2 separate regions of the Triticum aestivum genome follow, and region 2 is linked to region 1. Evidence: chromatin contacts called from public Hi-C data. All regions are on one chromosome and are shown on one strand. The core of a region is the stretch at or near the end of the contact, and the rest is flanking DNA. Distances in the headings are between cores, read along the strand shown.

Region 1 (7,087 bases), core at 2,697-5,196:
AATTTTGTAGGATTTTAGGACATACACCCCCACCCCATATTGGTTGCTTCATTCATATGGTTACAATCGTCCATAAGCATTTCTCCTTTGGATTCATCTGTACTAGTTTTCTTAGGGAATTTTTCATCCAATCCAACCTCTTGTGAAGAAGGCTACATGTCTCTACATGGGTTCCTACGTGTAGCACTGTTCAAAACTGCATGTAGGCACTAACATATTCTCTTCTTTTGCAGTGCATATTAGGCCCGGTGGAAGATGTTGATAACGATAATCACATTGAATGCCTGGATCTGCATATCTCAAATATTACTTTGAACTCCTACCGAGGGACCCCACCGAAGATTACACTCGCCACGTTCTTTCTTGACAGAGCAAAGGTGCTGAGGGTACTAAGGTTGAACACGCATTTAATTAGGAAAGATCAATGGTATGATTATCAGAGGCGGCTAGTACTGCGGAATGGAAGTGCCTCCAAAAATGCCAAACTTCGTATTGGAAGAGCATATGGCAAAGCAATTGAAAGTTATTGTGTCAAACCCATACATGACTTGTCAGCGACTGACCCCTTTTCAGAAATGACGCAGCTTGCAATGTTTGAATTTGGGCGTTGTAATTTTTGAACTTGAACCTTGCAATATTTATGGTATTTGTTATATTGAACCATTTACGTTCTCTTGTCTCAACGCAAACTGTTCATCCGGATGAACCGCATGCCGTACATTGCACACACCTTGATCTGGCTGACTGTTTCTTTTGTGTTGACTAATCACAAACAGTTCATCCGAGTGAACCGTATGATGTACATCACACACGCCTTCATCAGGCTGCCCATTTCTTTTGTTCCGCCTCATCGCAAACGGTTCATCTGAGTGAACTGTATGTTGTACATCGCACACACCTTGATCTGGCTGACCGTTTCTTTTGTGTTGCCTAATCACAAACAGTTCATCCAACTGAACTGTATGCTGTACATCGCACACACCTTCATCAGGTTGCCTATTTCTTTTGTTTCGCCTCATCGCAAACGGTTCATTGGACTGAACCGTATGCCCTGGATCGCACACGCAACTAAAATCTAAACCGTGTTTGATGCATCCTCCATTGCAAACATTTTGTACCTTTTTGACGGGTTTTTTACATCCACGTTTATAATTAATGCATCGCACACAGTTTCATGAAAGGGTCTCTGATCGTAGTGTCGCGTTAGCAGCATCCTGCAATAGTGATGGGTGTCAACTAACTCCATTGACATGAGCAAATTCTTCATTAATTAAGTTTAATTACAATACCCACTCCTTTTGTATTAAATGAACCCACTCCAATAGAGCTTGCACCATGGGACTCTTTGTCTAGCTTTATCCATGCGATGTGTTGGTTGTGCGTCATCTGGTGTTGTTTGGGCCGTGTCGTCTTGATCATTCTAAACTTTTTTCTTCTCTATAAATACACATCGAGCTCTCCTCCATGGTCGGAGCAAATAATATTAGCTCTATTTTTGCCTCTATTTAAAATTCCTCTTGATTTCCATAACAAAAAAAAGAGTATTGTCTTTACCACATGTCTATCGATGGTGTTCGAACCCTCAACCTCGAGGTCTACTACTATTAGAAGAAATTGCAAAAAAACAATTATTAGGGTTAATTTTGCACACAACACGTACTCGTCAGGTTTGTTGCACAAAACACAATCTATTGGTGTAACCTGCTGCGGTTAGTTCTGATCCATTGTTTGACTACATTGACACGATTCCTAATGAGTCAATCCTGCTCGTAAGTGCAAATGTGGCAAAAAAATCAACATCAATCGGTCAATAAAAATTGCCAATACTCGCAGTTTTACTTGCTCATTATAATTTTATGTTTAAATCTTAACATTTTTAAAAATCCCAAAATTCAGTCAATTGCCTATATACCCATTACTGATTTGAGAACTTTTTAGCTTATTTGGACCACACGTTTTGAAGATATTGGCAGCTTGTTGGCTCAGTCGAATTTTCTTTTTCAAAATTTAACATTTTCCAAAAGTACAAAAGAATATCTAGTAAACTTAGTATAGATCTGATTTTTTTGGCTCATATTGGACATAATTTTGGGAGATATTAGAGGTCTTAGTTAGCCTGAGCCGAGTACCGTTGCGTATTTTTATGCCATGTTTGCACTTACAAGCAGGATCTGCCTACTAGGAATCATGTCAACATAATGAAATGATGAATTAAAGCTATCTAAAACGGGTTACACTAATAGATGTTGTTTTATGCAGTAAACTTGAAAAGTAGATTTTCTCTGCAAATTTCGACCTCCTCAATAGTTGGTGGATCGTGGTTTGTATGATTTGCTTCTTCTCTTTTGCGGGAAGGTTTGTATGATTTGATTTGCTGAGCACTACTAGTACTACTAGGATGCAGATGCTGGTCGTGGACTTGACATCTACGGCTGAGAAGCGATGCCATTGGCACCACGACGTGCCTTGGCTAGAAGCCGAAAAAGGCTAGGGCCAAGAGAGAAGGCGCGCGGGGCGTCCTCGTTCTCCCAGACGTCCTAGGCCATGAAAACGGGTCACATCTCCTGTAGGTAACACCGAAGATGATACTGTTCCGATAGTGTGAGTGTCCCCGAAGCCGCCCGCCCAGAGATATATGTCGACATGACATGACGAAACAAATCAGTCTCAATCACCCCCGACTTTCCCCTCTTCTTTTTATTTTGTAATAATAAAAAGTGGAGCACAGCAGAGTAGGCAATGGAGTGTGGGCGAGCTCACGTTCACATCCAGGAGTCGTGCAAGAGGAGGCAAAGCCTCACGCAGATTTTCAATAACGACGAAAAGGCAAGGAAGGGAAGATACAGCCTCGTACTCTCTCGGCGCCAAACCACGAGTCGCCGCTGCGCTAGTCCTCGGAATCCTGCAAAGTTAAGAGGAGGCCGGCGCCAAGATGCGGCGAAGCGATGGTGGCAACTCGTGATCTTTGTTGGCTGGCGATCAGGATGGCGTGGCGCGCGCGTCGCTCGTGTCGGCAGGCGCCGGGGCGAGGAGAGGAGAGCGGGCATGCTGCTGGGGCGAGCGTGTTGTCATTATCGCCTTGTTTCTTCCATGTACCGTGCCCATAGATAATTGAGTTCAGGCGTCGTAAAGTAGGAGCAGTTGGCAGTATAATACTCGCGCGGTCGGTCCGTCCACTTGGCCTTGGCCGGAGATGCGTTCTGACCCCGACCCGCTCCGTGGGAGCGGTGATGGCACGGGGTGACATCGGCGCGGGAGGAGGGGCGGGGAAGTCGCGCGGTGACGGGACGCGCAGCGTCACGCGCTCGGTGGTAGGCCTCGCTGATGCGGGCGTCCCCCGTCAGCCGTGCCACACGACACGCCCCACCGGCCCACCCCACCCCCACCCGCCTGGCAGTACGCGTCGACTCGATCAAAGCACCCGGCCATCGTCTGCGCCGTGTGACTCGGTGCCGTGCCTGTGCTGATGATGCTCTCCTCCACCTCCTTGTGGCCTGAGGTGGGGGCTGACGCCTGGCTGGCTACGTCTTGTTTGACCGTATCTCCGGAGCAACTGTTCGTGTGGAAGTTCCTGGCCCATAGATAGATTGATAAATAAATTGGGACAAGTACTAGTAGTACTCCCTCCGGTCCTTTTTACTCTGCATATTATGTTTGTCTGAAGTCAATCTCATCCAACTTTGACCAAGTTTATATAAAAAATTATAGACATTCACATAACAACACCAATATCATTAGATTCATCTTGGAATATATTTTCATATTATATTTATTAAATATTATAGATGTTAATAATTTTTAATATAAATTTGGTCAAACTTAGCAAAGTTTGACTTTCGGCAAAACCAATGTGCAGAGTAAAAAGGACCGGAGGGAGTACACTGCGTCCATGCCGGGTTCACTTTGGAGTTGACCAAAGACTAATGGGTGGGGACTGACGACGCCGCCGGACACCGATTAGTTTATGCTTACGAGCAATAATGCAGCTCCTCCTTGGTCACACACGCATCCAATGGGAAGAGCCGTTTAGCTTCTTCCCTTGGACCGGGACCAAAAGAATTCAGACAAACGACTAAACTGCTGCCGCGGCCCGCGGCTTCGTGATGACTATCGCGGCATCTGACTCTGCATTTTTTTTTTTTTTGAACAACTCTGACTCTGCAATTGCAACGCAGTTTACAAGATTCCCGCTGTAAACTTTTACATCTACACAGGCCCCGAGGCACCGAGGCTTGATCATGTGAGAATTTCTTTGGGGTAGCAGAACATGGTTTGCTTGCGTCCCCGCGAAATGAGATGCCGCCAAGGAAGCGCCGTACAGGGGCGGCGCTGTGCGGTCAGCAAGCGAGGCTCTTCTGCTTCACCAATGGCGCCACTTAAATGCTTGTCGGCATCCTCCAGCTGTGCGGTGCCACTTGAACTCCACGTGCTACCACGTTGGCATCCTATCGCCCCGCCAGGCACGTGCTACACGTACGCCTTCTGGTATCTTCTCTGCCTAATCTGGCCCTGTGACCCACCACGTTTTTTTTTGCCTAACCTGGCCCTGTGGCCCTGTGGACCACCACGTTTATCACTCCAGTCCATCAACAACGTACTGCTATATCCGATCCGATCCATTTGAGGAGTGTGTGCGTGCCACTTGAATCTACGACGCTATCCTACAGATGGTGCAGGGCCAGACGTCGCCATATCCACCACATCACATCGCTACAGTTCAACCATTTAATGCCTGTCTACAATCTAAAAACAGACATGATTTGTTTTCGAAAACAGGCACATGTGAAGAGATTGCATACAAAGGACGTGCTCCCTCTGTAAAGAATTAAACACTTTCAGGGGAGAGGGTGCAGGTACATGATCTCTGGCTGTGTTCAGCAGCCATAGGGAATAATAAAAGAACCCTATAAAACGAGCACAGAACTTCCAAAAATTGATAAAACAAAAATAAATAAATAAATAAAGACAACAGAAATAATCCAGCAACAGGACAGCAAACGACCTAAAAATAAACAAAATTTGTTTGTTTTTGTACTGAACTGCATCAACCTAGTTTTTGAATATTTTTGTAAGGACCAAATAAACTGCACTACGGAGCTCCCAGCTGTTTTGCTCATGTCATGCCAGGAAAACAGAGGATACAGATACGTAATTTCATAGGATAGATATATCAACGCATACTACTAAATCCTAACTGTCACGTACAGTAACTGTTCTCAGCACAAAACCGGGTGCCTGGTTTTTAGCCAAGTCCTAGCAACTCTGAGACACGGATACACCATCAATTGAAATTAGACGGTAGTCCCGGCATGAAAGAGAGCTAGGCAGCAAGGCGAACAGAACAACGAGATGCACTGATCTGCAAAACTGCAGGTCATGAACAGGAACATCTTATGGTCTCCTTGACAGATTAAGGCATTGCCTTTCCACATTCCTTGCTTGCACATTTTGCCTTCGTCCCAACAAACACCGCAAAATCCTCATTAATTCCCAACCATGGCACTTTTCTTGTGAGACCCAAGCATGGGATCCAGTACTGAATTACATGTGAGCCACGGTCAGGTCACCGTGCAGCGTCCCGCTGTCTTTTGAAAGATTGTGATGCTGAACTCCCTGGTCCAGAGCTGTTGCGGCCAGGACGCTGCTGCGACTGATTAAATCTACCAGCAGGGGCCCTCGATGACCTAATATGCCCTGAACCACCCCCTGGATGATTAGATGACTTCTGATGATGAGGTGCATTGGGTGGTATGTCCGATAGCAATGACATAAGGAAACCACCAGGCGGAATAAAACCACCTTTCCTTCCCTCAGCTGATCCGCTAGCATCTGCTGAGCTCTGACCTGAACCATGTTTTGTTGCCAAATTACCAGGCAAGCCATCATACGATAGGATACAAGCAATCGCATACATCGTTGCTCCAAGAGCAGGCGGGAGAACATCCTGTGGATGTTTCACCTGTACAAAAACATCCTTTCGTCAGAAAGAAGACAAAGTAACAAACTTCATCATATGCCTCTTGACAGTTTGACAGGAAGGTGACAACATATGATCCACACGCTCTATCCTAAGTGTGATCATTTGTATAGCTATATACTCCCTCCATCTGAAAATACTTGTCGGAGAAATAGATAAAAAATGGGTGTATCTAGAACTAAAATACATCTAGATACATCCATTTGTCCGACAAGTATTCCCGGATGGAGTATTTCTTAGCAAAGATTCTGCATTACAAGCAAAATGAGACAAGTATTTTAAACAATTGTACAGACCAGAAGAGGGAAAAGCTGTGCAGAATGGATTGAACATAAGTTTGATAATATGCCTGACAGATGATGCATGAAACTTTATGGAACATCAGATGGAAGCCAGAGCAAATTATAGTGCACTGTTCCCAGATTAAATTAGAAAATGTGATAACAAGATAACTGAATCTTACTTTGAAAAGAATAGCAGATGCTAGGCGTTCTCGTAGGCAGTATATCTGAGCAACATCCAGAGCAGTAGCATCAAATCGGAGCCACCGATCAACAACAACTGAAACAGTGTTGTCGGGAGAAGACATGATCTCTTCCTTTTGTTGTCCCAGAGTGCTTTTTCCCGCTTCATCCCCACTGGAACCTTCATCATCCTCATCACTTACATCATCAGGTGGAGCAACAGCTATTTCTGTAGCAAGCAGAAGTAAAGGATATGATCCAACAACTGAACAGTTCTTTACATACATTCCACCATCACCTCGAGTGATTTCATCAAATACCATTAGTGGATTCCCAGAGGATTTATTAAATGACAAGTTAAAGTTGGAAGAATGCGGGTGTAGTCGAACTTTGGCACCACTTGCTGTTTCCACAACTGCCCTTCTAGCATTTTTGCGAGGAGGGAGCAATCGTCCTACCATTGGGTAAGCGCCAGCCACAAGGACAGCACTAATGATACCTACCAAAGTTGCAAGAAAACCGTCAAATTTAAACATAATAAGGCTGCAAAGCAAGATTTGAAAATGAACATAGAAACCAGTGCATGCATTAAAAATAGCTTTACTACAAACGAAAATGTATGTAATGGATTGCTTCTAAACTAGAA
Region 2 (7,087 bases), core at 1,279-3,778, 220 kb before region 1:
TCGCACATACGTAATTTTTTGATTTTTTTTAAATCGGCCTCCTTGGAGGCCGAAAGCCAAAACGCCATTCTCGCAGAATAGTTAATAACTTACTACATATACATACCACTATTGCCTAAAGGATACAAATGGTACACAAGGTATTGTAAGGGATCCTGGCATACACAGACACACACAAAGGGCAAATAATAGGAAATTATTGCGGTATTAAACATATATGGTAATACACTGAGGCCAACCTGTATAATACAGATTAAAAACAAATATACATTGTGATTCAACTTCTGTTTCCCATGGTAGCCAAATATTGATTAAAAATGGTTAATATATTGATAGGATTAGGTTAATTTTTGTTTGCTAAACCGTAACATGCTTGGTTTTGAAAATCTTGTATTGAGTATCCGAATTTAACTGCTCATACTAAACAAAAACAAAAACGTTACAAGCCAAAACAAACTGTTAAATCTATTGCATGACTCTAATCTGAAAATTCATCACAGCTTGTATGTGAGTTTAAACCTTACATTACTTCAACCGATTTCAGATGCATCCGCGGCTTAGGATCGGATGTGGTGGGTAGCCATCGACATATTCCTAATTAGATCTCAGGCTAAACTGAGAATTTGCAATCCTACATTAGTTCTTTACAGAAACCTGCTTATACTAACAGCCATATATAGTACAAATGGTGTTCGGTAGTCCACAATTTTCACATAGTGAAGTTAAGCAAAAATGCAATAAAACTAACATCTATTTGTTTCTTCCATCTAAATACATGAATCATGTGAGCATCACTAAATTCACTGGTGACATGATCGTAAATGTCAACAAATAAGAGGGGGGCAAAATAATACCATCTTGCACATCAGGATCCCACCAAGCATAGCAGTGTACGAAACATATGCATCTGCAAGAAGGTATTCCTTAACCAGTGACTCTGCTTTGTACGAGTAGGCCTTAGCCGCCATAACAGAGGTTGTGGACAGATCCATCAATTCCTATATCTTGACTCAGCAGCCTGACGAAAGAGACAAGTCACATAACAAGGTACATTTTGAGCCATAGAGAAGCCAGAATTATAAAATGCCCACGCTAAGATTAAAGATAGTTTTTGTGACATCCAGTTGACCGTAGAAGAAGAACCAAGATATGGGTCATTGCTAAACAGTACTCGGAATAGTCTTCCATTCCATGAAGTACAACACCCAACTGTCACTTGAATGCATAATGGTAAAGTACACGAATCCGACCACATGAAGAAGCTGAAGCCAAATAAATAATCAATCCCTGTCATGTGTCACTTTCACCAGAATAAAATAGCAAGCAGAAGCATGCACCAAAGATTGAGTCTATACTCTATACTGGAAGACTGGAAGCTGTGAATAAAGCAACGACGTAGTGCCGAAGCCAATGAATGGATCCTATTAACAATTGCTAGAGCCACAGTTTAAGTAAGATAGTCATTGAGGTCCCCATAAACAGCTACGAATCCAAAACGATAGCAGCTAATTGCATGCTTGACAGCCATCCCTCTAAACACTAAAATTCAGGTACTATATTGGAGAATGTATCGAATCCAAAACAACTCATAACAGCGTGTGGCACTTGTAATCACGCGCACAACTCGCAGGAAAATGGTACTCGAAGATGAGTAACACGGAGAAGATACGTCCACAAACCTGACTAAATAAGGCAACGCACAAAGCGCACGAAGGAGTCAAGATGAATACAGGGGATGGGGGTCGGAAAAGGTGCGCAAGAGGGGCAACCTTTTGAGGCGTCATTCAAACCGCCAGCTCGGAAAAAAACATCCGCACGTTGCGACCAATTGGGGCACCGAATCGATGCCCGGACGACAATGGCACGCGCCGTCGCCCGGAAGAAAACACCACAGCGATCAAAAGGAAACAGCCCCGAGTCCCGGAAGGCAGGCACGCCGCCGCGCGCGACCGATAATAACCGAAACCAAAAATCCGAGGAAACGGCGAAAAAAACAGGCGAAACCTCCCGCCGTCGCATTGCGCACGGGCGGCGGAGGCACGCGATCGACGCCCGAAACTCCCATCATCGGAGCCATCAATCCCACCGACGAACAGGCCTACGCCGCCACGACCGACCCCCAGACCTCGCCGTATCCCGAACGTGGCAACCGGAAGCAGGAGCCGGGACGAAAGCGAGGCGCGCCTCGGAGCCACGTCGCGCCCCACGATTTTTGCGGCGGGGCAGGACCGATCGGCGGGGAAAATTCGACGAGCGGCGGGCGGGCGGGCACGGAGGAACAGAGGGGGAGCGGGAGCGGGAGGAGGCATTAGTACCTTGCGGTTATGGCGGTCGGCGGGGAGGGGCGAGGTTCCGGCGGTGCAAAGCAATCGGGGGCGGGGTGGGTTGGATGGAGAGGGTGGCTATATTTCGCCTCCTCCGGCACCACGCCTCGCCTCGCCTCGCCCGTTGCGCAAGCCACAAAGGAAAAGGAGAATGACGGGGGCGAGAGGGAGATGGCCTGACGGGATTATAATGGCCAATTTATATTTAGGATGCCCTGCCCTGCCCTGCCATGGAAAGGGGGAGAGAAATAATTTCGAACTGAGCCGAGGGGGCAAGGAGTGTTACCAGATGCTTGCGCAAAGGGGGCGCGTTAAAAGTTAATTAAAATAGTATCGGTGGAAACTAAAAATGACCTGCGATAAAAAATGAGACGGACGTAATTGAATGATTTTTTTTTGTATATTTTCAAACAAATGGTCTTTATATAATATAAACCAGTAAGTTAGCATCATAATAACTTTTCTAATAATGCTCCGCCTCAGGATGACAATTTTATCCATGGGCATGGATATCCGACCCAAATGAATATGATTTGGATATGCTTTTGTGTTCATGGGCGGTGCCTAAACCCGACCCAATTGCTCGTGGCTAGGGCATGAATATAATCGTGTACCCGTGGGTATACCCAAAGTCGACCCGATAGTATGACTTAATGGGCTAAAATTTGCTATCCCTACCCCACAGTCATATGTCCCACTGTAATTTTACACTTTGTTATCTAAAACATGCAAAAGTAAATACACAATCCTCGTCGTAACTTTTATTAGTTGACATTCAATCCCCTCCGTAACATACTCTAACGCCCCTTCCCTTATTTTTATCACCTTGTTAAATGACTCATCATTTTCATCTGTTAGAAAAATACTAAATGATCTTAGGTTGTTAGTGAACATTGATTTACCATAAATGAAGCCTAGACTGCCACGAGTACAAGAATGGAAGAGCTTATGTTAACGTTGTGTTATGTCTTATTTATATGTCTCGAGAAGGACCCAATGAATATCCATCGGGTTTGGACATGGATACAATTTTTCACCCGTGGAATTTTTCATGGACGGGCAAAGACTGTCTTCATGGATATGGATATGGATTTGATATTGTTCAATCCGATCCAAATCTGACCCATTGCCATCCTTAGCTCCACCTACGAAACTTGTTACGAATAAGCTACGTAACGTTCCTTCTAATCCTCCCCTCCCCCCCCAATTTCAACTGGGGTGGGGTCCCTCCTTCCCTCTCATTTCCAATGAAAAAACGCCAACTGAGCAATCCCTCGTAAACATGTGTAACTTTGCGTGGATGTAGCATTGCCCTAATTTTTCTTACAGTATAATGAACTTGGCCGAGGGTGGAGGGATGATTTGCGATGTTAAGGAGGAACATTAATAAGTGGGTGGAATTGTATGGCAGATTGTAACAGTGGGTGGTTAAGCTCCTCAACAACATTATCATGACCCTTCCTCTTTAGCTTAGATGAATCCAGGACCTTTTAATTGTAAGTTGCATACTCCTGGCCATTTCACCATCACCCGCGAATTGATGAAAAATACATCCAGGATATGCAATTTCTTTGTATAATCTTGAAATACATATGTACTCCTTGATTAACCCTCCTCTCTCCAAGATCGCTTCATGGCGCCCACCATGGATGGATGCCATCACCACCTCGTACACCAACTCTCCCTGCCACAACCCGCCATCCTCTCTCTCTCTTTTCTCCCTTCTACAGCGGGCTGCCATTTGTACTGTCAATTATATGTCGGCCACCGCCTAGTTATCGAGCTCTCTGTGGCCTACTTTATCCCTGCACATCCCTAACAATTGACTTCTACCGCCATTGACCAGGTCTGAAGGTCCCCCAATGGCCATCTCCTCATTTTATCTCCTCCAATCGTCACTCCCGCCACAATCACCTAGGTCTAGAGGCCACTGCGGCATTCTCTGTCAGTGTCCCTATGGGACCAGTACTATGCGGGACCAACGTACTCACAGACTGGAGAAATTTCATTATAAGAAAAAGAATTACTCGACACATGGCCCAAATCAGACGGCACAACTCCATCCTACCAAAGATTCAAAGGCTCAAACAAAGTTGAAGGGGGGAGGGGGGAGGGGAGTGGGGCGGGTACTGACTAGTGGTTGCTGGTCTTTAATTATTCAATAAATTAAAGCCCAACAATCACTATAGTCAGTAAAATCAAGCCTTACAAGAGATGGGCTATCTAGTGGTTCATTCACAACGGGGAAATCATAGAATCAGACTTCATAGTGTATTTGTAAATAGTTGGAACTTGCATGCTCTGTGGCTAACGCTGCCTCTAAAGGTTAAAGTTTTTTTAGTGGTATTGGCACTCATTCAACATGGCACCATGGGGGCCACGTCATAGTATTATTCATATTTATGAATTGGCTACAATGTCGTAGCAAATCATTACATTCTTCAAATTGAGATGTGCTACACCTACAGAATATTTTCTACAGAAATATATTAGAGGCTCGGGTAGAGGGATATGTCATTTTTAAGGGAGGAGGGCTCTGCGTGGAAATCAGGTGGGATTAATGGGGAAAGGACACATAAGTCTTTTCTTTTTCCTAAGTGAGACGTGAGCTAAGGTTTCTTTTTTGTGAGCGAACATGCTGCCCGTTCATTTCCCATGTACGAATATCAAAGCAACTAAGCATGACATGTGTTAGTCATTATTCGCTCACATGCATCCTTGTGAGTAAACTACAAGCTGGCGACACTAAAGGGTTCGCTCAAGATGACGATTTTAGCGAACACATTCGAGATGATAAATTCTGTTTTTAGAGCATGAAAATCTCCACCAGTTTTTCTTAGATGTAGGATGAAAATTTCCTTCTGCCAGCATGGCATATCGGAACAAGTTGAAATTTTTCTTGTTAGACTGACAATTCTCCATGTTGCATTGTTGCAATTCCCTGAAAATAAATCCCGACAATTTTTCTGCTAGCATGGCAATTTTTTCTTTACAACACGACACATCTTTATACAATAGCATGGCAAATATATCTGTTTTAGCATGAGTGAAAGTGGTTTTTTGAGGGTACAAACGCTGAACGCGGATTCGCTCGGATAACCTCCCTGAGCTGCTGTTGGCGCGTCATTCGGGTCTTTTTTTTTATGGGGACACATAAGTCAGTAGGCTTCCGTCAGTAAACTTCCCTGGTTAGGATCTTCGCTTCAAGCTAAAGCATTGGAGATTCGAGAAGATGTGCCTCGCTTTCCTCTCTGTCGTGGTATCTGATTGGAGTTCTGACTTGTGCAACTACACCTCTCCTGTAAGAATTGGATGCTATCAGCTCTCTGTCATTTTCAATCGCTAGTCGTTTTCAGGAAATGTGCACTAGAAGGACAGGGGGCAAGGCAATCACCAGGGCTGTTCGTGAGAAAAAATGCGGCCACTGCTTAGTTGGGTCGATATTTCCCATCTGAGTCGAATACCCAGAAGTTCGGGGTGCAACATTTTTATAGCATCTGTGCAATAAACTCCAGCAACCACTTTGACAAACACGACGATCTGCTCCGTGTTCATCTAAAAAAACACGACAGGGACAGGCAAAACTACCACGAAAAGGAAAACACCACAACTTCTGCAACATGCAACTACCCTGACGTTTTCCCTGGAAAACAGCACGTGTTCGCAACCAATAGTCGTCCAATGATATATCGTACTCCCTCCGATCCAAAATAAGTGTTGCAGCTTTGAACTAGGATTGAACTAACCTTAGTTCGAAGCTGAGACACTTATTTTGGATCGGAGGGAGTACTATTATGCTATTCAGGTTTACTGATGAAAGGCAGATGAAATCTATTATGCAACCGACATTCAGCCGTTCATGTGAAAATCCATAGTTAGTTCGAGCTTAACACAATACTGAAGCTGAGATGAGATTCAAAACATGCCGAGTACCACAAGGAACAAGGTCATTCTAGATAGTTTGAAACGGATAGAAGAAAACATCGAAACCATAGCTCTGCGATATGGTCTTTGGGGGTTTCCTTCCTTGCTAAGGTCAGGTTCTTTAGTCTTCAGTTTCTTCACCATGAGTTAGTGTTTCTACGTTTTGTATCCAGATACCGCCGGCCTGAGTAAGTTCCCTGCACAATTTAAAATAAAATTGGCATGGTGATAATTCATTGGACAGGGACAATCTATCGGCAAGATACGACAGCATCAACTAAGGCACTTGTGCCTGCATTGCTACTGAGGTTACCATGAGATGGACACCAAAATTTCAGTTGAAATGTTCTTTCTGGACTCAGCTTAAGATCATTTTTTATACAGAAAATACTTTCTTAAAAGGTACAATGACTCATAATAGCGTCTTTAAAAGTTCAAAGTAGAGCACCTATTCTTTTCGTTAGTGTCTTCATGCTCGTCCAACACAACGGCCCCTTTTCCTGCACATACAGAAACAAGTTCCAATGATTTTTTGTGTGAATTCACATTAGTATTAGTTATAACCAAGTTTGCATGCATCATCAAGTCCCATTTCCCGGTATATACACCCAAGAAAGTATGTGTTTCCTTGGCCATATAATAAAGTCTCTGTACCACTACCATGCCTTTAAAAAGGCCATTGAATATACTGGATCAGTAGGATGTTTGTTTCATTTAGCTGATTATATAGATACAGAAACCTACAACTACGATTTTAATGCTCCAATCGAATCAGGACCGGTGGCGCTGTATGCCTGTATGATTCTAGCAAAAGGCGCACTTAACAAACTGAATCTTAT

Evidence for each region. Hi-C and Micro-C count contacts between places; a contact is called where the count stands out from the background.
Region 2: a contact with region 1 is called in a Hi-C map of leaf, with 5 times the contacts expected there. The contact joins the promoter of LOC123062176 here to the enhancer-like site in region 1. A contact is called at or near these places in 2 of 5 Hi-C or Micro-C datasets (both in leaf).

Annotation. Positions count from the first base shown.
Region 1 is chr3A:552,162,755-552,169,841 of IWGSC CS RefSeq v2.1, reverse strand. It overlaps the pseudogene LOC123062172. Among protein-coding and RNA genes, the nearest start is that of LOC123062171, 63 kb to the right of the region's middle. Within about 2 kb of position 3,946, at least 8 of the 8 cell types and tissues checked have an H3K27ac peak or open chromatin away from gene starts, as enhancers often do. A contact at or near this core is called in leaf, where this site is marked.
Region 2 is chr3A:552,377,325-552,384,411 of IWGSC CS RefSeq v2.1, reverse strand. LOC123062176 (TLC domain-containing protein 4) reads right to left here and starts at 2,528. Exons shown (of 9, transcript XM_044485555.1): 1 at 2,316-2,528; 2 at 855-1,018. The coding sequence starts at 992. LOC123062174 (factor of DNA methylation 1) reads right to left here. Exons shown (of 8, transcript XM_044485552.1): 7 at 6,697-6,748; 8 at 6,139-6,445. The coding sequence ends at 6,718.